Regions from separate parts of the Mus musculus genome. Here all the other regions are linked to region 2. The links are chromatin contacts, called in public targeted proximity ligation maps. All regions are on one chromosome and are shown on one strand. The core of a region is the stretch at or near the end of the contact, and the rest is flanking DNA. Distances in the headings are between cores, read along the strand shown. Region 1 holds the start of Rhod (ras homolog family member D). Region 2 holds the start of Banf1 (BAF nuclear assembly factor 1). Region 3 holds the start of Ccs (copper chaperone for superoxide dismutase). Region 4 holds the start of Syt12 (synaptotagmin XII).

Region 1 (6,913 bases), core at 2,424-4,923, 930 kb after region 2:
TAGAGACATTTGTTACCACCCTGGCAGAATTTTTGAAGATTATGCATGAACAAACTCTGGAACTCAATGATGGGGTCTAAGGCTTAGCTCCTCCAACTTCCAGCCAGACCTTAGTCAAGCTATTTCTCCTCTTCCAGCCTCTTGTTTCTTCATTTTTCAAAGGTGCATAGGAATCATATATACGTCAAAGGACAGACTAAAATGTCATGTGCCAAGTGTCTGGCACACAACAGGTGCTAGGTTTATGTGAGGGCAAAGTTTTGAGTGGCATAGTCTGTGCTGAGCCCAAGGGCTTCTGGAATCTGATGATTGGAACTAAAGAGAGAAGCCATGAAGTGCACACACAAAGGCTTGAGGAAATCTACCCAAGCCTTCCCAAAGGCAAGACCATATCCACACAAACACCCAGTACCCTAGGCCAGGAACCCCAGAGGAAAGCCCAAGGAATAACCTGCAGAGAGCAGAGCGGCCACACGGTGGCAGTAAAGAATCAGAACAGCCTGTGATGCCTAGCTGCAGGGGATTATAGAAGGGGGGCCAGAAAATGGGGCAGAAAGTTAGGTTTGTTCTTGGAGCAAGTAGAGAGTGGAAGGTAATGACTTCTTTGCAGAACACACCCCCGCCTCTTGTCACATGTTGTGTGCACTTCTCCTTCATCTGTTTGCTTATTTATGCACTTATTATTCTTTTTGAGACAGGGTCTCACTACATAATCATGGCTGGCCTGGAACTTGCTATGTAGACCAGGCTGTCCTTGAACTCACAGAAAACCACTGCCTACTGAGTTCCTGGGGTTACAGGCATGTGCCACCACAGCACTCAGCCATTTGGCCAGCCTTGTTCTTTCAAACCCCCTTTTCCGTCCTTCTCTTCTTCCTTCCTGCCCCCTCTGCTTCCTCTGTCCTTTACTCCCTCTTTTCTTCACTTATCCTTTCCTTTCTCTTGCTATGTTTGTCCAGCCAGCCTGTCAATTAGACATAATATCCGGAACCACAGCTGGCGCCAGTCTGAGATAGTCTGGGGTACAGAAATGGGTCAGCTGTGGCCCCTGCTCTGAGGGGGTCATGGCTCTGCTGGAGACCTGCAGCACCAATAACAACATTCCAGACCGTTGCTGGCCCCACCTCCCCGGCCACTCTGAGGCCTCCAGGGCAGTCACATGCTACACGGGGTTCATAAAGGATTCTCGGCTTGGAATTGATGGGGCCTGAAGGGGGGCTGAGTCACTCACGGCCGGAAGTCAGCAGCAGCCACAGTAAACAGAAAAACAGCAAACAGCAAGCACCCCAGTGAGGCCAACTGTGTGGCCACCCCACCCCACTCCAAAAATAAACGTCAGGAAAACATTGTAGTCCAGAGTCCAGCAATGTCAGATTTGGGGAAATTCCTGGCTACCAGGGCAGATGGCCATGGGTCAGTGACTGACTGATACGCTTTTCCCAGGAGCCTGAACATAGAATGTTGATGAGGCTGGCCCAATCCAAGCAGCTGCCTCCCTCTGGGGTTCAATCCCCAAGTCTCCAAAACAAGAAGTAGAAACCTACTTCACAGTGTGAGAGCTGACAGCAATAATGTACAAGAACTGAGATTTGGGGACAGCCGTAGGGTCCCCCTTAAGAAGTCACCAGTTTCCTTCTCTGCAAAATGGAACTAGCAAATCCTGCCTCCTGGTGGACAGTCCCTGAATAGCAGCTATCACCCATTAGTATGTGTTGTTATTATGAGGTATACAAAGAAACTATAACGTGTGACAGTTGTCAAGTGTGTCATTAGAGTGATTATCCCTATAGCAACCAAGGCCACCTCCGCCTGACTCTCAGCTTCCTCCACCCTTGGTCTAGCTCCACCTGCCTCCCAGACTGGCCTTATGACAGGTAGGGATGACAAGGCTGACAGCTGACTGGGGGGGGGGGGGCTCCTCACCACTCCTTCTGGGCATCCTGTTCAGCCACACACCCAGCTTCATGCCAAGTCCCGCCCAGCCCTGTGGCGGTTTCGGGAAAGGGGCATCCAAAAGGTGGAGCTGGGGAGGCTTCTGGGAGGCTCCTTCCATACAGCTGACCTCTGGCCCAGAGGGAAACTGGAAACTGCCTCCTTGAGACACAGTGAGGATCAAATAGGGCTGAAGGTCCTCTTCACTGCCTGACTTTGAATACAATGGGAGATGAAGTCATGGAGGTGAAACCCAAAGACTTCTGACCATGGTCCACTTAGCTTCCATTAAACACCCAGTCTGAGGTCTGGGGAGACAGGCGAGACCTTTTTCCCCTCTTTTTTAGACAGAATATCTAATCCATGCTGGCCTTGAACTCACTGAACAGCCAAGCTGACATTGAGCTTCAGATTTTCCTGGCTTCACCTCATCAGTATTGGAATTAGAAGCATGGATCTCCAAGCCCGGTTTATGTGGAACTGGGAATGGGACCGAGGCTTTCATGAGTGCTGGTTAAGCATCCGGGCAGCGCGGCTACATTTCCAGCCCACTTATGCTCACCAAAAGTTAAAAAGAAAAATCTGATCACAAAGAAGGTTGCGGAGATTTAGAGAAAAGTAAGATTTATTCCTGAAATCCAAAGTGCTCCACCCTCCAGATACTAGCTCCTCAGCCAAGTCCCGCCCTCTGTCCTGTCGCTAAGAAGTGGGGGCGTGGCTACCTTGCTCCAGTCTCTTCGAAGAGCCCCTTTTTCCTTTCTCCTGTCCTGACACCTCCTATTCTAGGCTTCTCAGAGTCGAGGTTTTGATCGGAACAGTGCAGGGTCCCCAGACTCTAAGAAACTAAGGATCATCTGCATTGATTAAACATTATACCAAAGAGCTGGAGAGATGGCCCAGAGGTTAAGAACATTGGCTGCTCTTCCAGAGGATCCCGGTTCACCCACATAGTGGCTCATAATGTCTGTAACTCTAGTTCCAGGGTTTCCGAGTGCAGAGGACACCAGGATGCATGTCTATGTCTATACATGCAGATAAAACGCCCACACGCGTAAAAAATAAAACTAAAAGGCCATCATACTATATACCATAATATGAACCATTCATGACATCTGCCATGTGCCAGAGCTAGCTCTGAGCTCTACAGATGGACGGTTCCATAGTTTTCCTTAGCTCACTGGCTGCCTGGGTGAGATGCGTGGTAATTCCACCTTCATTGAAACTTCCTGGAGCTGGCTGAAGAGGTCCTGCAGTGACCCACAAGGGCATGCCCGGGCCACTCCTTTCTCATCTGGCCTACAACATTTGGAGGAGGTCCGCAAATAGCAGAAACTCATATTCATTCATTCATTCATTCATTCATTCACCCACCCATTCATTCATAAAAATAACCTCCCACCCATGGCAGATAGTCCAGGTGCTTCCTCCTTCCCTGTCCCCAGCCTCTCTCCAAGTACTTGTCTACTCTCCCACGAGCCCTGGGTGCCCTCTGGAGGCGTAGGTCTCCGCTCACCCCTGCGGCCTCAGCGACTGCACGCAGTAGGTGCTGCAAAAGTCTTTCTTGAGTGTCTAGACAGGACGCCAGGAGACCGGACCCCAGGAGCGTCCACCCTTGGGCGGGCGCCGCACCCCCATCTTGTCCCGGGCTTCTCACCTGAGCTGGGTGTCCCCCGCCCCCCGGGCCGCCTCCTGTCCCGGCCGCCCCGCTCCCACTTCCTCCCGCCGCCCCGCCCCTTCCACATTCCTGTCCCGCCGGGCCAGCCCCGCGCCCGCCGCAGCCAGCCCGCCGCGTACCGCCTGCTGCTCCGCGCACCGCCGTCCGCCAGCCAGGGATGAACGCGTCCCAGGTTGCGGGAGAAGAGGCGCCGCAGAGCGGGCACTCGGTCAAGGTGGTCCTGGTGGGCGACGGGGGCTGCGGGAAGACGTCACTGATGATGGTCTTCGCCAAAGGGGCCTTCCCAGAGGTGAGTGCCCTCATCCTTGGCCCTGCGCTGGGGACACCCCCCATGTGCGGGTCTGCTGAGAGCTGCCTCGAAAGAACCCAGCTCTAGCCTCCTAGGGGGAAATCTCAGCAGGGCCTGGGGTCGAAGGCAGAGTTTTTCAGTTTTAGCCAGTAGAAGCAAAGTGGGACTAATAGCACTTAGGGGGAGGGGTGTCACAGGGACTGAATTGGGCCACCTAGGGAAATAGCAAATCCTACGAGAGCAGTTGTTGTCACTACTTGGCGACGAGAGTGTGAGGACTTTGGAGCTCGACTGGCAGCAGTAAAATCAAGCCTTTGCCTCTTACAGCTGTGTGCCTTTGGGCAAGTCCCTTAACCTCTCTGAAGGTTAACTACATGATAGGACTGAAAGCCCCTACCCGAGCGTAGTATAGAAAAGAGTGCTGAAAGTTAGTTGCTGAAAGTTAGTAAGTGATGTTCGTCGGGCGACATCACCTCTTCTCCATCCACTATGGTGCAAATCCCCATGCTTTACCCTAGAGAGGAAAACTGGAACACCGACCCTTCTCTGAAGAGTCTGATTATGCCATACTTCGACTCTAACCAAGCCTCAGTTTCTCAGAGCAACCTGATAGGGGGAAGAAAGCTGGGACAGTGAGGCTGAAGGCTGATGGCCGGCTCGGTGCGGTACCTGGTTGCATCCTGGCTCTCTGGGCTTGTCACTGTGAGTCCTCAAGGACCCCATGACCAGAACAGTGGCTGAGCCCTCCTTCTGTGCCTCCACGAGGAGTGGGGGTCCTGTGTGTTTGTGGGTTTGCCTTCAGCAGCAAGCCTTCTTTTCCTGTCCCCACGTCCTTCTGGCCTCTGGGATTGTGCAGAAGTGGGTAATTTGATGGAAGGAGCCAGAGAAGCTGACCTGGCAAATAGGGCACAGTCTTGCTTGCTACTCTGAATACCAGTGGTTTTTATGGTTGTTGGGTTTTTTTTTGGGGGGGGGGGTTGTATTTTTGTCGTTTTACTTTAGTGGTTCCTGTTTTGTTTTTGAGACAGGATATTACTGTGGAGGCCTTGTACGCTCAGTCCTCCTGTCTCTCGGCCCAAGGATTGCTCAGATCACGTGTATGCACCACCATACCCATCTCACAGCCTTTGGTTTTGTGGTTTGCAAAGCTGACGTCACCTTCTTTGACCAGTTACAGTTTTTTTGTTTTTAAGTATAGGAGATATTTTCCAGGTCTTTAGGTACTGCCCATGGGAACCCAACCAACGTGGGAACCAGGAGATCAGAGGAGGCACCTAAAGGTGGAGGGGGTGGGGAAGGCTCTGCAACACTGGCCTGGGGCAGGCATCCTAGACACTAGGCAGAAAAGTCCATGAACTGTTTATGGGGTTTTGTGTGTGTGTGTGTGTGTGTGTGTGTGTGTGTGTTCACAAGGTTTCTCTGTATAGTCCTGGCTGCCCTAGAACTTACTCTGTAGACCATGCTGACCTCTGCCTCATGAGTGCTGGGATTAAAGGTGTGTGCCACCACTTAAGAGGCTCATGAACCATATATGTTTTACAGGACGCACTGGAGTGAGTGGCAGAGGACCAGAGTGGTCACCAGGGGGGTGGACCAACCTTGTCCTTAGTCTTCCTTTGTCTAGGAAATCCCTGGCATGAGAGAGGGCTCTTTTAATTATGTTTTATGTTTTAGTTAGTTAGTTTTCTTTTTGAGACAAAGTCTTTGTATGTAGTCTACATTCATGTCAAATCAATGATCCTCCTGCCTCTGCTTCTATCGTGCTGTGACTTCAAGTATGAAATACCACTATTAGAAACAGGGTTTCTCTGTGTGTGTAGCCCTAGCTGTTCTGGAATTCATTCTATAGACCAGGCTGGCCTCAAACACAGAGATTTGCCTGTCTCTGCCTGGGATTACCGGTGTGTGCTGCAGCTGTCCGGCTGGTTTGTCTTGCTCGGTCTTGGGTAGGCCAGGATGACCTCAGATTCGATATGTAGCCAAAGATGCATATATATATATGATTTATTTATTTTATTTATATGGGTACATTGCAGCTGTCTTCAGATACACCAAAGAAAGCATCGGGTCCCATTACAGATAGTTGTGAGCCACCATGAGGTTGCTGGGAATTGAACTTAAGACCTTTGGAAGAGCAGTCAGTGCTCTTAACCCCTGAGCCATCTCACCAGCCCCAAGATTGCCTTCTAACCTCCTTGCCTCCACCTCCCAAGTGCAACTGCAGGCAGAGCCTTTTGAGGAGAACATGAGGGTAGCTTTGATCTGGCACTCAGGTCACCTTGCCCGCACCCCCCCACCCCACCCCCCACCTCCGCCTCTTCGCCCAGGGCACTCCATGACCTCTGAAGCCACGTCCACTGCATGGGTTCCTGTCTTCCAGGCTTTCTGCCTGCAGCAAAGGGCAGGGGAGAGAGTGGTTGGAGAAGCCTCTGATCTTCACTGGCTAACCTCCAACGTCACGTTCACGGCTGAAGGGGCAAAATAGAGCTTATGGGACAGAGAGACCTTTTTCCCCAAGGAGTCTCAGATGGCACTGAGAACAGAGCCATTCTGAATGGCTTACAAGACAGGGACAGGAGGTGGCAGAGAGCATCCACCTGCAGAACTATTCAAATCTGCAGTCCTCAGACTGCTCCAGTTTCCACAGGTGTCCTACCTGGGGAACCCTGCCCTCATTCTGTCATGGTCATCTCTCTGTGACCTCAGGAGGGCAGGACCAGGTCTGAGTCATCTCTGTCCTGGGTCAACCCAAGCCAGGCCTTGAGTCGCTTGCTGAACACAACAGATAAGATTAGGCACTTCTGCCTAGAGGGTGGGAGCAAAGAACACCACAAAAGGTATAAAGTCACATTCCAAAGTAAGAGGCAGGGCAGTGACACTGCTCAGTGACGAAGCCAACACAGCCCCTTCCAGCTAGCTCATCTCAGGTCTGGCTGATGTCGGGAGCAAGAACTGGTGACCTCAGAAGAGGCAGGTGGCTGTAGTGGCTCCTGAAGACACATACAGCGCCAGCTCGA
Region 2 (6,762 bases), core at 1,699-4,198:
GACAGGTTTCTGAAAATCCAAGAGCCCCAAACCCTTATGTAGTGGCACATGCCTAGTATTTAGATGGCTAAAGCAGAAGATGGTTGAGTCTGAGGACAGTCTAGGCCACATGAGATCCTGACTCAAGAACAAACAGAAGCCAAAAAAAAAAAAATTCTGGGAGAGGCTTTTTCTAGAGAAACAGCAAATAGGGAAATCCAGTCAAAGAAACAGACTCAGGATTGCCTCCAGGCAGCCCTTCATCGGGTTCAGTGAGGAAGCAACCCTACTAGCACACTGACACCTAGCATGCTCACATTTCCTAACAGCTGATGTACCGACAGCTTCCTAATGCTGTGACCCTTTAACAGCTCTTCACGTGGTGACCCCAACCATAAAATTATTCCATTGCTCCTTTATAACTGTAATTTTGCTACTTTTATGAATAATAATTTAAGTATCTGACACGTGACCTTCAAAGGGGTCTCGACCCACAGGTGAGGACTGCTGCACCAAGCAATCTTACTCTCTGTATAACTCTGTCTTAGATGAACTCTTGTTTGTTTTTGAGAAAAGGTTTCCTGTACCCTAGGTTGGCTTTGAACCTATTATGAGTAGACCATGCTGGTCTCAAACTCCTGATCTAGAACTGCGGGCATGTCCAATCACATCCAATTAAGAACCTTCTTACGATACTAAAAAATGCATCTAAAGTCACTTGCTTATTAAGTAGCCAAGCCAGCATTTTAACATGTGACCTTCCTGCCACACTCATAACCACCCATTCTATTATATGTGCCGCAGTTCTCTAAACAAGAAAAGCAGGCTCCCTTTTCTCCTTGAGGCACCAAGGTGTGAACTTGCATTTCTTGTCTTCCCTGGGCTGGGGGCTTGCTCCTTACCTGTTCATATTGTTCTGTTTCTCAGCTACCTCAGAGAAGGCCTCAGGCCTGTGACAAGAGAAGAGCCAGGTTAGAGAGCAGAGAGAACCCTCTCAGTGAAACAGCTGTTTCCAAATGTTCCTCCTGGGACGGCGTAACTTTCTCCTTCCCCTCCCCCTCCCTAGCTAGGATAATCTCTCCCCAGAAGCCAGAGGGTGGCTGAGGAAGACCATCCTACCAGTGACCCTCCTTCTGTAGAGAGCGGACATGGTTCTTGCAGAGCACAAAAGAGATCTCAGCCTTCACTTTTTCTCCTTCTTCAATAGGGTCAACAATGAGGAAATCCCCTGTAGATGATAAAGGATAAAGCCACTCCTGTTATGGAGAAGGAAGTCAAGGCCATGGTTCCGTACTGTGAAGGGATGCTTCTAACCTCTCTTGATCCAGATGTTCTTGCGGTATTTGGAGGGCATGCTCACCAGGAAGCGCTGCCCCTGTGCTGTTTCCACCTCATGCAGATTGTTCCCAGGAGTCCTGAGGACCTGGTCCAGGAAAAAGCGAGAACTAGCCACTTCATCAGTTAAATCAAGCATGCTCCGACCTGCACTGAGCCTTCCCTTTCCACACCCAGCGGTGCAATGGGAGCATTGGGAGGAGGACGGGAAGCCCGAGACAGGCGGCACTCACTTTCACTATTTGCTGGTGGTCAGAAGGCACCATGTGCTCCCCCAGCACCTCCTGCACCACATGCTTCCTCTTGCTGGCCTGAGACATGCTGGTTTCTGTCCAGGGTTGTTAGGGTGCACAGACTGTCAGTTCTTCTTCCAGAATTATTTGGATGCCAGCCTTAGAAGCCAGGACTGCTTTCAAGAGAAGCAGCCTTATACGAAAAAGTGCCACCTCGCCCTGTTAAAAACATGCACTTTAGGGGACAGCAGGACTTGCTGCTCTGGCAGAGAACCAGGTATGGTTTCCAGCCACAGGGGATTCAACGCCCTCTTTTGAGACACACATGCAGGTAAAAACACTAATACACATAAAACATGAATGAAATCATTGAAAGACAAATCACAGACTTAGCCAGGTGCTGGTGTATATCTTTATTCTTAGCACTTGGGAGGGAGAGGTAGGCAGAAATTTGTTGAGTCCTGGGCCAACCTAGTCTACATAGGGAGACCGTAAACCAAAAACAAACAAGCAGGACCTTCAAGGGCCAGGGAGATGTCCTATGAGCCAGCACCCACATCAGATGGTTCACAACCACCTTTAACTCCAATTCAAGGGCATCCACCGCCCTCTTCTGGCTTCCGAGGGCACTCACAACACCACCCATGGGGGACATCTTTAAAAAAAAAACAAACCAAACCAGGAAACACAGGTTTTATAGTGTCAGCTGAGACGTCAGGGTGGCTCAAGCCTTCGATCTCAACACTAATCCCAACCCACGGAGCACGGGGCCGGCCCTCTCAATAACAAAGAAAAACTAAGTAAATCGGCGAGATCACGGAAACTACCCAGCACAGGGCAAGCCCTGAGTCCTACGTCTCAGTCCTGTTAGGACGGCGACGCCTCCCCCTCCCAGGCCGATCGGTCATCCCGCCAAGCTCTCTGAGCGAAATCTAAGGTGAGCTGCGTTCCGCCACAGGCTTCAACACCCAAGGCAGGAGAGCCACACAACGACGGCCTCCCGACACATCCCAGGCACGGAGCGACCGACGCGGCGCCCAGCACGAGAGCTGCCCACGGAACTCACCCGCTCGGCGCCACACCAGCACGCTCCGCTTTCCAGGTTGACGGCGACAGTAGCTCGTCCACGACGCGCCTCGACAGCGAGGGACCAAAGAGCAAACAACTGTGACCTGCAGGTGGCCCCGACGGTAACGCCGGTCTGGACGCTCGGCCCCAATCCTCCGTTGTTCCTCCCTCCCGTCTGCCGGTCTGAGGTGACAGACCTGAGGAAACCGCGCCGGGAATTGCGATTCCGGGGCGCTCAGAGGTCCTCCGGATTTCCCGCCCCCTCTTCGTCCGTCCCTTTAACTCTTCCCTCCATCAAGTGAGGCAAGCCTAAGTTCCGAGTGCGGGGCAGGAAAACGCATTCTCCTCGGAGGTCTCGATCCCACAGACCGGAAGGGCCGCTGGAGAAACAAAAGCCATCGAAAGCCGGATGGCTTCTTGAGAGGAACCGGAAAACAGCGACCCCCGTGGGCGCCGCGGCTGGCGATTGCGCGTCAACTCTATGGCTCCGGGTAGCTAGACCTGCCCAGTTTGGGGATTAGTTTTGAAGGTCGCGCATAAAACGACCCGGAAGCGGAAGTCGAGGAACCGTCTCGTAGCTTGAGGTCTGGGCGGGAGCGGCCGAGTGGCGCGAGGAGCCGTTACCAGAGCCGGAGCCTCCGGTGAGCGTGAGAAGCGGAGTGGTGCTCCGGCTGGCGTGCGGTGGCGGCGCGCAGAGGCGGGAGGGAGGGGAATCCATCGCGGAGGCGCGCCTTTGCAGCGGGGCAGCCCGAGTCTGCGGGAGGGGCGATGCGCGGTGTGTCCGGGTGGCGGCGCGTGGAGGGGGCGGGGCGCTCGGAGCGGGGCGGGGCCTCAGGGCGGGGCCTGCGGGACCTGAGAGGCGTGGAAGAGGCCGGCAGCCCGAGTGAGGGCGGCGAGGCTGGCGAGAGCCGCGTGCTGTTCCTACCACGTGTTAGTTCCCAACGGGGTCAGTGTCTGTGTAGCCAGGGTCGCGGGCTGTGAGGGCTTCAGGGCGGACCTTGACTACTGAGTCTGGGAGTCGCTCTGTTGCCTTAGGTGCGCCACCAGCTAGTGCAAGCTGATATATCCAATATACCCAAAACCAGGACCCACGGAAAGTGGAAATTTCCGAATAGCCGGGGATGGGTTGGGGGGACTCAAGGGAGCAGCCACAGTAGCTGTGGTAGGATATTGCCCTTGGGACTTGTGGTCTTCAGCCCTAACCTACTTTTCTTTTTTTTTTTTTTTTTTTTTTGGCGGGGGGGATTCCCAGGTTAAGCCTGATCACGATGACAACCTCCCAAAAGCACCGAGACTTCGTGGCAGAGCCCATGGGGGAAAAGCCAGTGGGGAGCCTGGCCGGGATTGGTGACGTCCTGAGCAAGAGGCTGGAGGAAAGGGGCTTTGACAAGGTGTGGGGGGGCTGCAAATGCCAGGGAGGGGTAGGAGCGAAGGTTGGCAACAGGTGGTACCACGCAGATTGGGAGTGAGGCCCACACATGTTTGGGGGGTACCTGGGGAGGCATGGTGCCTCCTTCATTTTTGTGTTTTGTTGAGACAGGGCTTCTCAGTGCTAGGATTAAAGGTGTGGCTCACTGTCCCCTGCCCTTTTGTGTGTTTTAAATATCACGAAAATGAAACTAGGCATAGTGGATTGTGCTTATGACCCTAACACTTGGGAAGTTGAGCTAAGAGGATTCCCGTGGGATTTAATGCCAGCCCTGACAACAAAGGAACAAACCCTGTCTTTCTTTTTTTTTTTTTTTCGAGACAGGGTTTCTCTGTGTAGCCCTGGCTGTCCTGGAACTCACTCTGTAGACCAGGCTGGCCTCGAACTCAGAAATCCGCCTGTCTCTGCCTCCCAAGTGCTGGGATTAAAGTCGTGCGCCACCACTGCCTGGCAACAAACCCTGTCTTAATCAAAATAAAAATGGCCTTGCCCTCTGAAGTATTTACCACCTAACCCTCCCTAGCTTCAGAGATCTGGCCTCTTCGGAGTGGTATCAGCGTGGACAGTCCTGTTGCTTTAGCCCATGAGACACTTAGCCACATGCCCTTTTCTATTCTGCAGGCTTATGTGGTCCTTGGCCAGTTTCTGGTGCTAAAGAAAGATGAAGACCTCTTCCGAGAATGGCTGAAGGATACATGTGGTGCCAATGCCAAGCAGTCCCGGGACTGCTTTGGGTGCCTTCGAGAATGGTGTGATGCCTTCTTGTAGTGTTCTCTGGGGATCCCTCATACCCCAGCCACAGCACAGTTTCCAGAGTCTGCAGCAGGGCAGGGCTCCTCCCTGTCCTCCATAAAGGAAAAGATGGCTGTTGTCACCCTCACCTCCTATGTACTCCAGGGTCTATGGGGAGTTCTCTCCCCTCAGCGTTTCAATCTTTCTGGGATCGTTTCCCTTGCATGCCTTTCCCTTCCACCTCCCCCTGCAGTTCCGTGGCAGCAGTTACCAACTTTCCTGAATGGATTCCTGGCCCCCTTCTCCCTCACTATCTGTTGGATGCCCTTTGGCTCCTTTCCTTTTTTTGGCAAAAACAGTCACTGTCCTTATAAAAGATTTTTAAATTAATAAAATCAGTGGCCTTCATACTTGGTGTTCTGTGTCAGAGAGCAGATAGGCTGGGGAGTTGTGTATTCCCAGGGCTGAACACGTCTACTTCATTCGTTATCAGTGCAGACCGAAACTGGTGCCTTCTATTTCCCCTCCCAAGAGGGAGCCACCCTAGCCATGTGGGCTCTGGGCAGGTGCCCTGGGTGTCCCAATTCCTAAACATTGTGGGAGAGAGTGTGGGTTGGCTTTTTTCTCCTGGGAGCCAGGTAGGCTGAAGGCTTCCAGATGTCAGCAGTCAGTCTAGGCAGCACCTGGTGGAAAGTCAGTGGGAGTCAAAGGTACCAGGAAGCGGGTGGATGGGATGTGGGTAAGAGGTCACCTGCCAGTCATCATAGCATGTGCTCTTAGCGTCTGGCAAGAATGAATGGGTGGGACTTTTGCTGTTTGCCAAGCTACCATAGAAAAGGAAGGAAATGGTTAAACTTGAAAGCCAAATCCTACTTCTATTGTTTTCAAGCTCATATTGTGAGCCAACCCTGAAACTAGTATCTTTGTAAGCACTTATTACATTTTTTATTTTGGAATGGTAAGAGATTTGGAGCTTAGAAAGCTAATTTGCCCTTGAACTTTCAAGAAACTAGCCACTGGAGCTCAAAGTGTGTGGGAGCCTGTGTTCCTGTGTCATGTAACCCATGCTATGCTTTTTGAGCTTCATACGGTGAGGGTTGTGGGGAGCAGGTACAGTGCTGTGTAACAATGGTTCCTGCTTGATAGTCATTCCTTCAACAGAAAGTATCATTGAACAATGGCTTGATTATACAAATGAAATGCTTTTCTGCATGTTTACTCTCCAGGAAGGTAAGGATGGCAGTACGGGACTGGGTGTGAGATGAGACAATTCTCATGGTCATTTGATAAAGGGAAGGTTAATTAATAGGGTGGTCTCTCTCTGTTCTGCCTCGTGGGGGCGCATGCCTTTAATGCCAGCACTTGGGAGGCAGAGGCAGGAGGATCTCTGTGAGTTTGAGACCAGCCTGGTCTACAGAGTTCCAGGGCAGTTAAGGCTACATAGAGAACCCTACCTCAAAAAAAGAAAAGAAAGGAAAGGAAAAAAGAAAAGATGGTGTCTAAAAAAACTAGAAACTTAATTTAAAACCTGAGTAATGAGATGAACACAGCGTGGGTAAAGATATTCTTATCAATAAAATCCCCACCCAGAATTCATATCAGAGCTGCAGTCTAGGAAGTGTCTGGGACTTGGCCCAATTGGAACATTGCTTGAGGTGGTCCCTGGACTCACTAATTCGGGAGATATGAGCATGCAGACCTGAAGTTCAAGGTCATCCTTAGCTACGAAGCAAGTTCCAGGCCAGTCTAGGGTGCATGAGAGTACATCTCCTGAAGCAAACGGTCTGCAGGGATGGCTCAGGAACTAAACGCTTGCTGTGAAGGCAAGAGGACCCAAGTTCAAATCCGTAGCACCCACCTAAAACCAGGCATGGTTGCTTGTGCCTTTAGTTCCATCACTCCATTGTGTCAGGGCAGAGAGAATCCAAGAAGTTCTCTCCGGCTAGCCTAGCTGAAACAGCTTCAGGCTCAGTGAGAGCCTCTCAG
Region 3 (6,802 bases), core at 1,251-3,750, 530 kb after region 2:
GGAAACCAAATTAGATTCCATTCGATTGAGCTTCCTTTGGAGATAGCTACGGAACCGATTCTCCTCCAGTAACCGATTCATCAACAAATCAGGCTTTTGGAAGAAACGATTGGGATCAGAGGCTTGTTGCTCAAACCACTCCAGTCTTCCTAGCAACGACTCCCTCTTTTGAATGGGCTTCAGGACCTGCTCCCAAGCCTTGATCAATGCTGGTAGCTGTTGCAGGCGTGCATTGGAGCTGTATTTAATAACCATGTCTAGCCGATTCTGTTCAGGGACTTCCAACATGACCCACAGTCGTTTGAGACGCTGCTGCAAGTTATGAATGTAGGCTCTCCCAGGTCCTGAGCCATCCTCTATCACTGAGCTCCAATCCCATTTTCCTTGCATGAACTCTAGCTCTTCATCTTGCAGCAGGGGAGGGGGTTGCTGAATATCTAGGTACTCTTGGACAGGGACTGGTACCTCCACAGGAGCCTCTTTTTCATACATTTGGAAGATGACGTGGAGGAAATCCGACTCCTGAAAGGAGAGGTACTTGAAGTAGTCCTCTGAAGACACCGAGGGTTTCAGCCAATTCATCCATACACCGTGTCTGTTTGGTCGCTTGTCCCAGCTTTTGTGCCTTGGGAGTAATGTGAGAGAGGGCACCTTCTCAGGGACTGGCTTCGGAGTGCTTGTTCTTCTGGAGTAAAATCCAACCAGATTACGGTTGATGATTGGCATATGTTTATCTTGGTGTAGAAAAGATGAGGCCAAGTAGGAGGACCAATCTTTATCTGCTGAAGGCTCAATTTGGTCTCCTTCCTCAAAAGATAAGTGACTAACAGAGACTCGGCTCATCAACTCCTTGTAGACCTCTCCGGTGGTGTTCCCAACAAGACGATCCGCATCCATTTCTTCAATGGCTTTACCATCCAGTTCCCCAGTCAGATGGTTGTATAGGACTCCAGCCCCCTCAACGTGGAAAGAGTCGTTAAAGTATCTTTCAGAGAGTTGCACAGTAGCTACCTGGACTATAACTTGATCATGTACCTTCAAAGCAACAGTGACTGGCTGTGGGTGTAGTGGGATGATTCTCGGGGGTTGGAGATCCCACTTTCCGGAGGCTTCTTCCTCCTGCAGGCTTTTGATCATTTGCTGCAGTTTCTCTAGGTGGTGCTGGGCAGTTAGGCGCCGGGTAAGGACCCCGAGGAGGGGAGGCAGGCCAGAGTCCAGCAGGGAGTATCGACTCCACTCCATTCTCATGATCTTCATTTTCTGCTTCAGATCCTCAGCCACTATGTCCCGGAATGGCAGTGGTTTACTCTCTGAAGCCAAGATCAGCGGGGTGAGGGGATGAGGAGAGGGAGGAAGAAGGCACAACTCATCTGCCAGACTCCACCCCTCATGAAGACAAGGCATGGACTGGCCCCTTTGGAGCCAGGAATGGACTGGTGAGGTGGGGAATTGGTGACTCTCACTGCTGGGAGAATGACTAGGCAGTGGTACCATCGGTGAGGGTCTCGATTCAATTTCTTTATCCTTTATCATGGAGGGCACCCAGAGGAGCTGCTGTCTACTCTTCAGCTGGGGGATGGATTTCAACTCTTCCACTGGATCAGGTTCGGGCTCACTGGGGAAATCATATGGGCGGCTGAGTTGGACAAGGTAGTTCAGGTTGAGGCTAGAGCACGGCATGTGGTCTAAGCCAGTGCTGTGAGGCCAGGGGATTGGACAGAGCTTGAAAGTCCCAGGGGGACAGGGAGGAGGACGCAATTTGACTATGCCTCCCTGGGCGTGCTTTAAATTTAGCAGGGTCTGAAAATCAGCCAGCAGACAGCGATAGACATCAGGACTGGTGAGGAAAACTGTGCAATCCCTGGCAAGGTTTACTGCCAACCGGCTGAGGGTGGCTGATTCAGTGAAGACCCTTCTAGAGGTCGGCAGGGTCACCAGCAGGTGCAGGTAGCGTACGAAGAGCTGCTCACTACTGATCAGCACGTAGGACTCGAGCCGCTGCCGCAGCTTCTGGTTGTTTTCGTAGTCCAGAATGGGTTCTATAGGAGGTTCCCGCCAGTTGCACTTCAGCTCTTCTAGAATAACCTCAGTGAGACGAAGTCGGTCCTTGGCAGTTACTCGTGCCGCCCGCCCGCTGCTTGCTAGCCGCTTGGACACTTGGCGGCACAGCGGCCCAACTTTCAGCTTCGCCAGCGGGATGGATTGCAAGGGCGTGGCATCTTGAGAGGGGCGCTTCGGAGGCTCTGGAGGAGGCTTCGCCTTGCTGGGGAAGAGCGACAGCGGACTCAGCAACCGGTGGTAAATCGGCTTGAGGTCAGGTTCCTGACTGTGTGGTTCCATCTTTACCAGGTGGTTCCGGCTGAGCGGGTAGAGGACGCCAAATGGTTACTAAGGAAACTGCATCAATGCGCCTGCGCAGCCGGTAGCACTACCGGACAGCTCAGAGGCCTCAGCCTAGGGAGCGCACGCGCCAAGGAGGTGGAGCTAAGGGCGGCCTCCGAGACTCCGCCCATCCCACAAAGTAGAGTTGTGTTGGTCTCTGGACCCTACCGGTTCGGTGCGGCCTAGGCAGTGACAACAGCTAGGATGGCTTCGAAGTCGGGGGACGGTGGGACTGTGTGTGCGGTGAGTGAAAGCTTCATGTGGAGCCTCGCATAACTTCAGCCCTTGGGGTGATCAATATCTTGGGAAGCCAGGAAAGAACAGGCTCCTGGGGAGGTGAAATTCCGGGGTTAGGACGGAGATGCCCCTCACGGGAGGGGGGTTGGTGGTAAAGACCGCGATCCTGGAATGTTCATGAGATAATAAAGGAGGAATTTGAAGAGAAGTCAAGTGCAATGTGTGCAAAGAGACATAGGGGATGAGGTGGCGAGTAAGGATCATGTCTGACATGTGCCCTGGCCTTGCTTCCCTTACAGTTGGAGTTTGCAGTGCAGATGAGTTGTCAGAGCTGTGTGGATGCTGTGCACAAGACCCTGAAAGGGGTGGCAGGTAAGAGTAGACAATCTTTCTGGGATCAGCCAGGGGTTTGTGTTTAGCCGTATTCCGGTTGCATAGATGCAGAAAGAATGAAAGGAAGTTTCTCAGAGTCCGGGAGATGCAGAGCCTAGAGTATAGGCCTCAAGCTTTGCCTAGCCAGAGCTTTCTTCTAGTACAAACTGCCTGTCCAGCTGCTGAACAGCATGGAACTAGCCAGAGTATAGAGCACTTCCTACCAAGGGCATTCTAGAGGGGGAGGGGGGCGGGCATTTGAGGTCTGGCTTGGGAAATAGAACAGTTCTGAGAAAGCAGACAACATCCCTGGCCCAATTCAGGGACTTTAAGCCAGGAGGTCTGCAGGTGGGTGACCTGGCAGAAGAGGAAAGATATGAAAGGCAGAGTCATTTTCCTGACGCTAGAAACTGGCTGTTTTGGATTCTGTTAAATGTTCATTCAACCTTTCAGCCAGTATAGATTAGACACTGGGGGTTTCTGAGGGAAAATGTTTACCCCTATGCTTAGGTAAAGATCGTATAAGCTTTGGCAAAGGAGCGCTCCTAGAACACTTCCTTGGGAAGCCATGGTGGCAAAGGGAAAGAAGGAGATGAGAGTCTGAAGCCAGGACACTGGCAGGGGTGGGGTGGGGAACCCCAGTGCGTATAGTTCCACAGATGTACAGCTTCGTGCTTATTTTCTGTGTTTCTGTTTCTTCAGTGTTTGAACAGTGTTCATAGCTCAGTGTTGTCATGAGGAGTGAATTAGTTGATACAAGTCTTGAGCCTGTAGTGAGAGCCCACTCAATTTCAGGGGATTGTAAGAGGAAAGAGGAGAAAAGCTTACAGGCAAAGGTGGGGTTTTAGGAGGACGATTGAGGGGACTGATTGTTTTGTTTTATTTTGAGATAAGGTCTTTCTCCACATAGCCCTGGCTTTCCTGGAACTCACTATGTAGGCCAGGCTGGCCTGCAGTTCACAGAGATCTGCTTACCTTTACCCCCGAGTGCTGAGATGAAAGTTGTGCGTGCGTGCGTGCGCCACCACACCTGACCTGGAACTATTATTTGATTTATTATTAGTGAGTGTGTGCATGATGTGCTTGGAGGAGGGCTTGTGCATGTGGAGGTCAAGAACAACTCCAGAGCTGGTTCTCTGCTTCCAGCTGTCTTGTGTAGCATGAACAGTTCACCCAGGGCTGGAGAGATGACTTAGCAACTAAGAGCACTAACTGCTCTTCCAGAGGTCCTGAGTTCAATTTCCAGCAATCATCTGTAGTGGGATCTGATGCCCTCTCTGGTGTGTATGTACTCACATACATAAAATTAATAATTTTTTTAAAAAAGCACAAAAAGAAACAAAAAACAAAAAACCCAAACAAACCAAAAAGCAGAACCAAACCCGAAAAGTTCATCCGTTAAGCCATCTGCCTGGCTTGGGATGATTTTTTTTTTTTAGGTTTATTTTTAAAATCTGTTTTATTTAATATGTACGGGTGTTTTGCGTGCCTGTGTCTGTGAACCATGTGTTTGCCAGGGGCAAGGAAGATGGCTGAGTCAGTAGAAGTGATAGCTGCATCAGTGTGAGAGTCCAGTTCAGATTGCCAGCACCTGTGTCTATGCCAGACTGGCGTGGCAGACAGACCGCCTGTGGTCCCAGCCCTCAGAAGATAGACACAGGGATCCCAGGGCAAGCTGGCTAGCTAGACTAACCAAATCAGTGAGCTCTGGGTTCAAGTGACAGAACCTGCCTCAGCATAACAGGTGGAGAGCAATTAAGGAAGACAGGTGGACACCACACTCGGGAACATGCGTGCATACTCCACACATATACACACACTCAAGAACATGCGTGCATACTCCACACATATACACACACTCAAGAACATGCGTGCATACTCCACACATATACACACCAATACATACATACATACACACATACATACCATCTCCTTGGCTTCTATGTGGACAGCTATTAAAACAGCGGTTCTTAACCCACATGGGTCAAGACCCCTTTGGTGTTTGCCCAAGACCATTGTAAAACACAGATTTTACATTACGATTCATAATGGTAGCAAAATTATGTTATGAAGAAGCAACAGTGGTTGGGGATCACCGTAACATGGGGGACTGTGTTAAAGGGTCACAGCATTAGGAAGGTTGAGAATCACTGGACTAAAGAAAGAAAACAGGAAGTCCATAGAGCGGGTTCAGGAGCAGGCTCAGGAGAAGTGAGGTGTCTAGGATAAGTGATGAGGCCTGATTGTGTTTTGCATACACAGCAGATATGGGTCCTGATGGTCTGGCCTGGCATAGCGTGGATTCCCAGACCCAAGATCTCCCAGGAGGAGCTGATTTTGTGCTCTGGATGTGGGAGGGCCAGAGTAGAATGTTCCTGTGACTCTCCCCTTTAGAATTGCCCACCTCACTCTGAAACAGAAGGAGGAGGGGCTTCCAGTAGTGCAGCAGGTGGTCTGTTTGGCAGGTGGATCTTGGAGTATAGCCAAGCCAGCCTTTAGTGAGGGCTCATGGAGAAAAAACAGAAGGCGCAGTTACTGTAGGGCAAATGTGAAGGACTTCAGGGACAAGCTCCTCCCATGACCTTTGGAAGGAGAATAAAGCTCGCTTTCCTGAGTCTTAGGCAACTCTCCCTCTCAGTGTATTCTGTAAACTGAAACTCTCCTGCTCAGCTAGGAAAAAACAAGTTGATTTCACTTACTGAGACCAGAAAACATGGTTATCTGAAGTCTCCTTTTGGTGACTAAGAAGCCTACGGAGGCCTTAAAATTGCTCTGTTTCAACCAAAGTCCCACCTGACTGTTTCCCCAGCACGAATGCTCCATGGAAAAACTTTGCCTGGAATATGTTACTTTTTGGTGGAATGGCTCCAACTCTATCAGATCTTCTTCACTTACCATTCCAAAACACAGTTTAAGCAAACCTGGCTTCCACAGTATGGCCCTTCCCTGCCCTGAAAGCTGTTTTGGGCTTGTAATCCTAGCACTGGAGAGGCTGAGATAGAGTGTGAATTCAAGGCCAACTTGAATTACAAATTGAGACCATGTTTCAAAAACAGGTGTGTAGCTAAGAGATGGTTCAGGGGTTCAGAGTGCTACCGGTCTTGAGGGGACCTGTTTGGTTCCCAGCTCCATGTCAGGAGGCACAGTTACAGTAACTTTAGCTTCGGGTGGTTTGATGCTTTCTTACGGACTCCACAAGCATCCGCACTCGCATACACACCCACTCCAACATACACATAAATACATAATAAAAATAAAGTAAGCCTAGGTGCTAGAGAGGCGGCTCAAGAGTTATGAGCAGTGGCTGCTCTTCTAAAGGACCCAGGTTCCGTTTCTAGCATCCTGGCTCTCAACTGTCTGTAACTCCAGTTCCAAGGGATCTAATGCTTTCTTCTAATCTCCACAGGCACCAGGCATATGTGGTGCACAGACATGTGTGCAGGCAAAACACCCACATTCAAAAAATAAAAAAATATATTAAAAGTCATAATTCGGGACTGGTGAGATGGCTCAGTGGGTAAGAGCACCCGACTGCTCTTCCAAAGGTCCCGAGTTCAAGTCCCAGCAACCACATGGTGGCTCACAACCATCTGTAATGAGGTCTGACTCCTCCTTCTGGAGTGTCTGAAGACAGCTACAGTGTACTTACATATAATAAATAAATAAATAATAAATCTTCTTTAAAAAGTCATAATTCAGAATAATATTGGCATTCGTTATGTAAAAATATTTCCATGAGAATGTAAGAATTATCTCATAGGACACACACCGAGGTTACTTCAAGGATTTCAAAGGTAATAGTACTTTATTG
Region 4 (7,149 bases), core at 3,697-6,196, 890 kb after region 2:
CTGCGTGCTGGGGTTAAAGGCATGCCCCACTGTGCCTGCTCTGGTTTTTAAATACTGGCCAAACTGCTGCTATATGATGGCCTAAGGCACCTAGAGATGACTAAGACATGATTTCATCTCTTCAAATATCCAGCATCCAGTAGGAGAAGTGCAGAATGAATAATTCCGGGATAGACAATGGACATGGCTATACTAGCGGAAAGCACAGCAGTATAGAAGAAGGAATGATCCACTTGCCCACTTGCTGGAACGATTATGGGAAGCCTTACAGGACAGAGTTTGGAGTTTGCAGGGCTCTTTATTTTTTGTATTTGTTTGTTTGTTTGTAATCTTTTCAAGACAGGTTTTCTCTAGGCTATCCTGACTGTGCTGGTGGAACTCCCTCTAGATCTGCCTGCCTCTGCTAATAGTAAAAGAATCTGCTACCATGCCCAGCTGCAACAAGACAGAGTTTTGAAGGATTGAGAAAAGTGTGAGACCTTTGGAGAAAAACAGGAAATCTCAAGCAAAAGGAACTACCTCAGTCGAGCGGAGTGTAGAGACAGGGAAGGGTTCCGTGTGTCGAGGGAAGAGTGGGTGGGGCATTCTGGCTGAAGCCTCAAGCATATGGTCTGAGGGATGGTGATGCTGAGTGAGACTGAGTGACAGGTGAGAAGCCAGAGAGCTATCTACCCAGGAGTTCCTGACTTACCCAGATATTTAGAGAAAGTGTTTTCTTATCATCCAGGCTAGAAAAAGAAATGACAGAATTCTGGGAATTACCATCAGGAGGGATCTTCCATATATATAATTTGCAAAGGTACACATGTATGTGTATGTTTGTATATGTGCAGATGCACGTATGTGCACCTGTGTGTATAGGCATAGGAGGGGTCAGAGGTCAACCCTAGCTGCTGTTCCTCAGGTAACCCTTCCTATTTATTTATTTATTTATTTATTTATTTATTTATTTATTTATTTATTTATTTATTGAGCCCTGGCTGTCCCAGAACTTACTCTGTAGACCAGGCTGGCCTTGAACTCACAGAGATCCACATGCCTCTGCCTACAGAGTGCTGGGACTAACAGCCCTGCTGGATTCAAGTTTCATTTTTAAATTATGTATGAATGTGTGTGAGAGAGAGTGTGCATGCAAGTGCGAGTGCCTGTGGAAGCCACAGAGGTGATTGGGTCCCTCAGACCCAATTAGAGAAATTGTGAGCCACCCAACAAAGTGGGTGCTGGGAACCAAAAGCGGAACATGTTCTTAACCACTGAGCCATCTCTCCAGCCTCCCACTCTGGTTTTTTTGTTTGTTTGTTTTGTTTTGTTTTGTTTTTGTTTTTGAGACAGTTTCTCATTGGCCTGAAGTTTACCAGTTAGACTAATCTGACCGGCCAGCTAACCTCAAGGATTTGCCTGTCTCTACCCCCGCCCCCTACACCTCCTTCCCCACCTCCCCCACTCCCAGTGCCAGCATTACACATGGACACCATCACACCCAGCTTTTTTATGTGGGTTCTGGGGATCTAATTCAAGTTGCACACTTGCATGGCGAGCACTTTGCCTGCACTGAGCTACATCCTCTCTCCACTTCCTTCCTCCACATGGAAACCCCTGGGCTGACTCTGTCCCATTCCGTCCTCCTGGGGAGATGTCAGCGTAACTTTTGAAGTGGCCATCTAGCCCAAATCCAGGCCCCAGCTCTGAAGTACAGAACAGGCTGGGACAGGAAGGTGGACAGTGGACAGACAGTGGGCTTCAGGATGAGGCTGGAGGTGGGTAGTACCTGAGCCTTGTTAGCTCAGCCCTGAGCTCACACCCTTCTGTCTCAACAGGCCTCTTCTGGCTCTATGTTAACTGGCTGCCAAGACACCCCGCAGGTGACACCTGTCACAATTTTAAGGAAATTTCCTAAATGTCACCACTTTCACCTGCTTTCTGTAAACTAAAGGCCATGTTGGGAACAAAAGAGGTCATGATCTGAAGTCAGCCAGGATTGTATGTTCCTCAGTGCCAGGGTTAGGGTTGTACACTTCCCCAGAAACAGCTCTTCACTGCGTATTTTGATAATTATATAAAGTGATGAGCTAGAAAGCCCTACACAGAGGCGAATACTATATACATTCCATTATTGTTTGTTTTGTCTTGAGACAGGATCGCCTTGACCTCCCAATGTAGCTGATGATGACCTGGAGCTCCTGATCCCCCTGTCTCTGCCTCCTACAAGCTGGGATGACAAGAGTGCTCCACCACACTCTGCTCCTAGATTTCATTATTACTCTTTCAAAGGGGAACGTGAAGAGAAGGTAGCAGTGTCTCCTTGCTGCCGACTGTGTGCCTAGTTCATTCAATTTGCCTCTTGCCTGTGAGCTGTCCAATGGCTTCCTTTTCTTCCTGTGGATGAAGGAAGGCATTGAGTCAGGGTAGGAAATCCATTTACCTGGTGTGTAAATTCAAGTTCCAAGAGTCCAGAGAGTTTCTGGCCAGAGGTGGGTCACCTCTCTAAGGACCACAGGAGGAGACTGACTTCTGTTTCAGGTGTGTAGCCCTGTGGCTACACCAGGCTGCTGTTTTTACCAGAGCATATCATACATGTATGACATCATGGGGTTTCACATGCCCTGAGATCCAAGCTAGGAGCAGCACCCCAGAACCCTCTGTCTTAGGCCATCAATGTGTAAAAGAGACATGAGTCCGTGCTGAGTAGTGACATGTGCCCGTCATCCCAGAAGGCAGAAGCAGGAGCATCATGAGTTCAAGCCCAGCCTCAGCTGGGAGCCTGTCTTAATAAAAGGAAGGTAAGGGTCAGTGACATGGTTCAGTAGGTAAAGGGGCTTGCTGCCAAGCCTGATGACCTGAGTTTGAACTTAAAACTAACAGTAGAAAGAGGGAACCGGCCTCCACATTCATGCTGTAACACCCAAACACAGTAAATTAACATTTAATTTTTGTTTGTTTATTACTTTTAAATGTTAAGTTATATGTATGCCAGGTGTGGCGGTACATGTCTTTAGTCCCAGCACTCAGGAGGCAGAAACACAAGGACCTAGATGAGTTTGAAAACAGCCTGGTCTACATAGTGAGTTCCAGGCCATTTAGGGCTACATATTAAGATTACACACACACACACACACGCGCGCGCGCGCACACACACACACACACGCACACACACACAGATTAGAAAAAAAGGTTTTTCAAGACAGGCTTTCTCTGTGTAGCTCTGGCTGTCCTGGAACTCACTCTGTAGACCAGGATGGCCTCCAACTCAGAAATCCTCCTGCCACTCCCTCCGGAGTGCTGGGATTAAAGGCTTTCCCCACCACCACCCAGCTACATAAAGTAATTTTAAAAATTAAAAACGAGGGCTGGTGAGATGGCTCAGTGGGTAAGAGCACCCGACTGCTCTTCCAAAGGTCCGAAGTTCAAATCCCAGCAACCACATGGTGGCTCACAACCATCTGTAACGAGATCTGACTCCCTCTTCTGGAGTGTCTAAAGACAGCTACAGTATACTTACATATAATAAATAAATAAATCTTTAAAAAAAAAAAAAAAAGCGTGTGCCACCGCTGCCCAGGAAGCACTCTTAAAAAAAAAAAAAAAAAATTAAAAACGAAAATGGGTTCAGTCTTGCCAAAGCTATAAGTAGCCTTGAAGGTTAGTTAAATGGGAAATGGCACCAAATGTCCATGGTCCAATCCCTAGCTCCAAGACAGAACTCACTTCTTTTTCAGGTCCAGAAAATGATGGTGCCCCCTATAGGTGAGGGTGAAGTTGCAACCTCCCTTTGGTTTTCTGGACCAAGCTTGTCTGTCTGCTCTCCACACTACTCTCAGACAACCCAGCCTTTTGGTATTGGCTCTCCATGAGATTGTCAACTTCTCTCCCAGACTCCAGATCCTCCTGGAGGCCTAGTCAGGTGTCTTCCCAGCTCGCTGTTCTGGTCACTGTGTCCAGAACAGGTGCCCCGCCGCCCCCTCCTGAAGGGCAACACCCAGCCTCTCCTAATACCCGACTTATCTTCCTGCCAGACTGCGCGGGCAGGGAGGGGACCTGTCCCTTGTTCCCGGAAGATCGCCCACGCCTGGCACTGTGCCGAGAGCCTGGGTGAGAGCGTCATAAATATCTCCTGAATGATTCATTCATTCCTTGGAAGAGAAAGTATGACCCTTAAGAGGTTAAAAAAGAAAGTCAGGTGTGGTGGCACATGCCTTTAGTCCCAGCAATTGGGAGACAGAGGCTGATATCTCTGTGAGTTCGAGCAAGGCCAGCCTGATCTACTTAGTGATTTCCAGGACAGCTAGGGCTATAAAGTGATTCATTCTCCCATTCTCCCTCTCTCTCTCTCTAAAAAAAAAAAAAAAAAAAAAAAAAAAAAAAAAAAAAAAAAGACTTTGAAGTCATTTGGCCTTCATATCCACCCTGGGCCTTATCTCAAAAAAAATAAATAAATAAATGGAGTGGCCGCCGATGAGGTCATTGCAGAGATTACAAAAGATGATGTCGGTAAGTGACCTGGACTGGTATAGCGTACAATCACAACTCAATCATGGAAGGAAATATCAGCCATTCAGAGAAGGGAATACTGCTGGCTGCGCTGCTCGCTGGTCTGATTTTGTGAGTGTGTGTGTGTGTGTGTGACTCTCTTGAGTCCGTTTTACAGATAAAGAAACTGAGGCCTAGAAGGAGAACAACATAAAGGGAGTGGGGTGCGCCCCTGGTGAGCACAGGGTTCCCTACCCAACACATCCACAAGCCTGCGATCCCAGGGTCCAACTTGGCTGCCCCCCCCCCCCCCAGGACCCTCACGCGCTTGGGGATCTCCGACTAGATCCTCGCAGCGCTGCTCTGCTCCTTGGAGTAGAGAGAGCGCTCGGGGTTGTCACTTTAAATTCAAGAAGGAGCAGGCGAGCGGGCGGGCGAGCGCGAGGGAGCGCGCGGCGGGCTCCTGGGAGCGTGCCCGGACTGCGGCGCTGCTCCATTCGGCCGCCGGGCCCCGCGGAGCCCCCATCGGTGAGGCGAGGCTCCAGCAGGAGACGAGCGCCCCGCTACACTGCAGGGGTGGCGTAGCAGCGGGCGGCCGAGCGCCTGTGAGAGCCAACTGCGGGAGGCCAGCGTGGGAGCAGAGATAGAACCAGGAGTCGGACCCGCGTCCCCTCCGCGGAACCCCGGGTGAGTAGGCACCCTGGCCCCCACACAGAGCGCGGCAGGCACAAGCGCCCTGGGCATGGACGGGCGGACGCACTCAGTCCCTCTTCTTAAGCCCGAAACCCGGGGCCCCTCACACTCCGTACGTCTGCACCCCCGCGCTGCGCTGGCACACCAACGCGGGGCACAGAGCACGCCCGGCGCCCTTCCCCGGCCCAGCCACTCCGCGCACTGCGCATCGCCTGGCGCCAGCTCGCCCGGCCCCCATGTGCACACACGCGGTTCACCCGGCTGTTTACACACCTCCCCTGAGCTCGCACACCGCACACACCCCTCACCTTCACACTCAACACCTTGGCTGTCCTAACTGCCCCTGACCTTACATCCCGTTGGGGGTCCCTGGCCAGTGCCCCCTCCCAAAATTCCAGTGTGGTGTGAGGGTATGAGGATCTGCATCGTAGGGGGCGCGTCGCATCTCTTCTCCAGGAGGCCTACGGGAAGAACCTAAGGGTTCCTTGAGCTTCACTCGAAGCTGTGTATAGACGGGAGCTGAACATGGGGGCAGTAAACGGCATTGTAGGTGAAGGAGCCCTGAGCCTTTCTCTTTGGTGGGCATGGTGCTGCTAAAAGACTGTCTCGCCTTACAGTTGATGGGGACAAATCCGTTGAGAAGAACCTGGGAAACAAGCACCTGAGCTGTTTAGCCAGGGTGCAGAGTTTGCAGAGCCTCAGAAGTAGTCCTTATTAGAAACTAAGAAAGGCAAGGGAAGGAAACCCACCTAGGTGTTAACAATGCACCCAGTAAGGCCAGGACAATTACAATTATACACTCACCTCACCCCACCCCACCCCCAATCCCAACCCCAACCCCCATTTCCAGTCCTCTCTGAGCAATGTGAAATCTTTCTCAAGCAGCCCAGAAGAGTGGGACCTCCCAGCCTGGGGTCCAAACCTGGCTTCATCCTACTAAGTGCTTGCTAGTGACTTGGATGGGGCAAGTCACTTTTCACACCTTGAAGGGCTGGAGTCTCAGCTGCTAGGCCACCCCTCCCTACATTTCCAGGGCTGACAGGGAACCCTGGACTCTCTGGGGGCATTTCCTGAGCACAAGGCAAGTCCCCCCTGATACTATGCTGGCACATAGTAGGTGCCCAGTGTCAGCTGTCACCCACCCCCAGCCAGTCTGCACTGTGGTTCCTGCGGGTGTCTGGGGGATGGCACCAGGATGTGGTTATCCATCCGGAAAGTGTTGTGGGGGAGAGATGCTCTTACTCACTTGCAAAGCTTTGTCAAGCCTAAAGGTCCCTGAAGAAACTCACAGCCTAGAAGACAGAAGCTCCCCCGAAAGCTCTTCCCCATCCTTATTACCTGCCGATGCCAAGGTAGAGATAAAGGGAGTCACCACCTTGCTGGGCATGCAGGGACACTGAGCAAGAAACAGCGGGTAAAGTGCAGAGAAGGGACTTGGCTCAGGGTCCCTGGTTCTACACACAGAATTCCTTGAAAGGCATTTCTCTGACAAGCTCAGGAGGTGCGGGAGCCTCTGCCATGGTCCGATTCCAGCACAATGCTTCCAACCTTCCCAGTGACCTGCGGGGCCTGGTCAGCCGTCAGCATGGTGGCCCAGAGCCACCATCTTTCACTAATATGAAGCCCAGAGTTTCGATGTTGGGATGTGTGTGGCCCCCATCTTCCTCGTCTATAAAATGGGGATCCAGTAATTTATTCAGTCACCAGGTCTGGTGGGCACCAATTATGCATGAGGCTTGTAGTTAAGCACTCAGCACATGTGGAGGTAGTGCTGGGGAGGGAGGTAGGAGGATCCTATTAAGCACAACTGTGAAGCAGGGGCTGTTCCTCAATGAACACTGCTCCATGCAGTGTAGACCCTGGGGCTGACTGTAGGGTGGGATAAAGAGGGATGCTTAAGGGGGAAGATGCACAGTTTGAGCTCAGATGAAGATCTGGAGCAACCCCAGCTGGCCCCTGCTGTGATTCAGAAGTGCCAGCTCTGGCCAC

The links.
Region 1: a contact with region 2 is called in a targeted proximity ligation map of pancreatic cancer cells. A contact is called at or near these places in 2 of 39 promoter capture datasets (both in liver) and 1 of 130 datasets of targeted methods (pancreatic cancer cells).
Region 3: a targeted proximity ligation map of pancreatic cancer cells shows a contact between it and region 2.
Region 4: a targeted proximity ligation map of pancreatic cancer cells shows a contact between it and region 2. A contact is called at or near these places in 2 of 130 datasets of targeted methods (fetal liver and pancreatic cancer cells).

What each region holds. Positions count from the first base shown.
Region 1 is chr19:4,436,203-4,443,115 of GRCm38.p6, reverse strand. It overlaps Rhod (ras homolog family member D), which reads left to right and starts at 3,673. Exons shown (of 5, transcript NM_007485.5): 1 at 3,673-3,896. The coding sequence starts at 3,765. It overlaps A930001C03Rik (RIKEN cDNA A930001C03 gene), which reads right to left and starts at 3,793. Exons shown (of 3, transcript NR_045990.1): 1 at 3,727-3,793.
Region 2 is chr19:5,363,062-5,369,823 of GRCm38.p6, reverse strand. Banf1 (BAF nuclear assembly factor 1) reads left to right here and starts at 2,948. Exons shown (of 3, transcript NM_011793.3): 1 at 2,948-3,256; 2 at 3,868-4,006; 3 at 4,666-5,191. The coding sequence starts at 3,884. The coding sequence ends at 4,812. It overlaps Eif1ad (eukaryotic translation initiation factor 1A domain containing), which reads right to left and starts at 3,011. Exons shown (of 6, transcript NM_027236.2): 1 at 2,614-3,011; 2 at 1,548-1,766; 3 at 1,294-1,402; 4 at 1,099-1,207; 5 at 882-929. The coding sequence starts at 1,634.
Region 3 is chr19:4,835,020-4,841,821 of GRCm38.p6, reverse strand. It overlaps Ccs (copper chaperone for superoxide dismutase), which reads left to right and starts at 2,500. Exons shown (of 8, transcript NM_016892.3): 1 at 2,500-2,625; 2 at 2,919-2,991. The coding sequence starts at 2,587. It overlaps Ccdc87 (coiled-coil domain containing 87), which reads right to left and starts at 2,456. Exons shown (of 1, transcript NM_207268.3): 1 at 1-2,456. The coding sequence starts at 2,340.
Region 4 is chr19:4,474,940-4,482,088 of GRCm38.p6, reverse strand. It overlaps Syt12 (synaptotagmin XII), which reads left to right and starts at 4,946. Exons shown (of 8, transcript NM_134164.5): 1 at 4,946-5,154.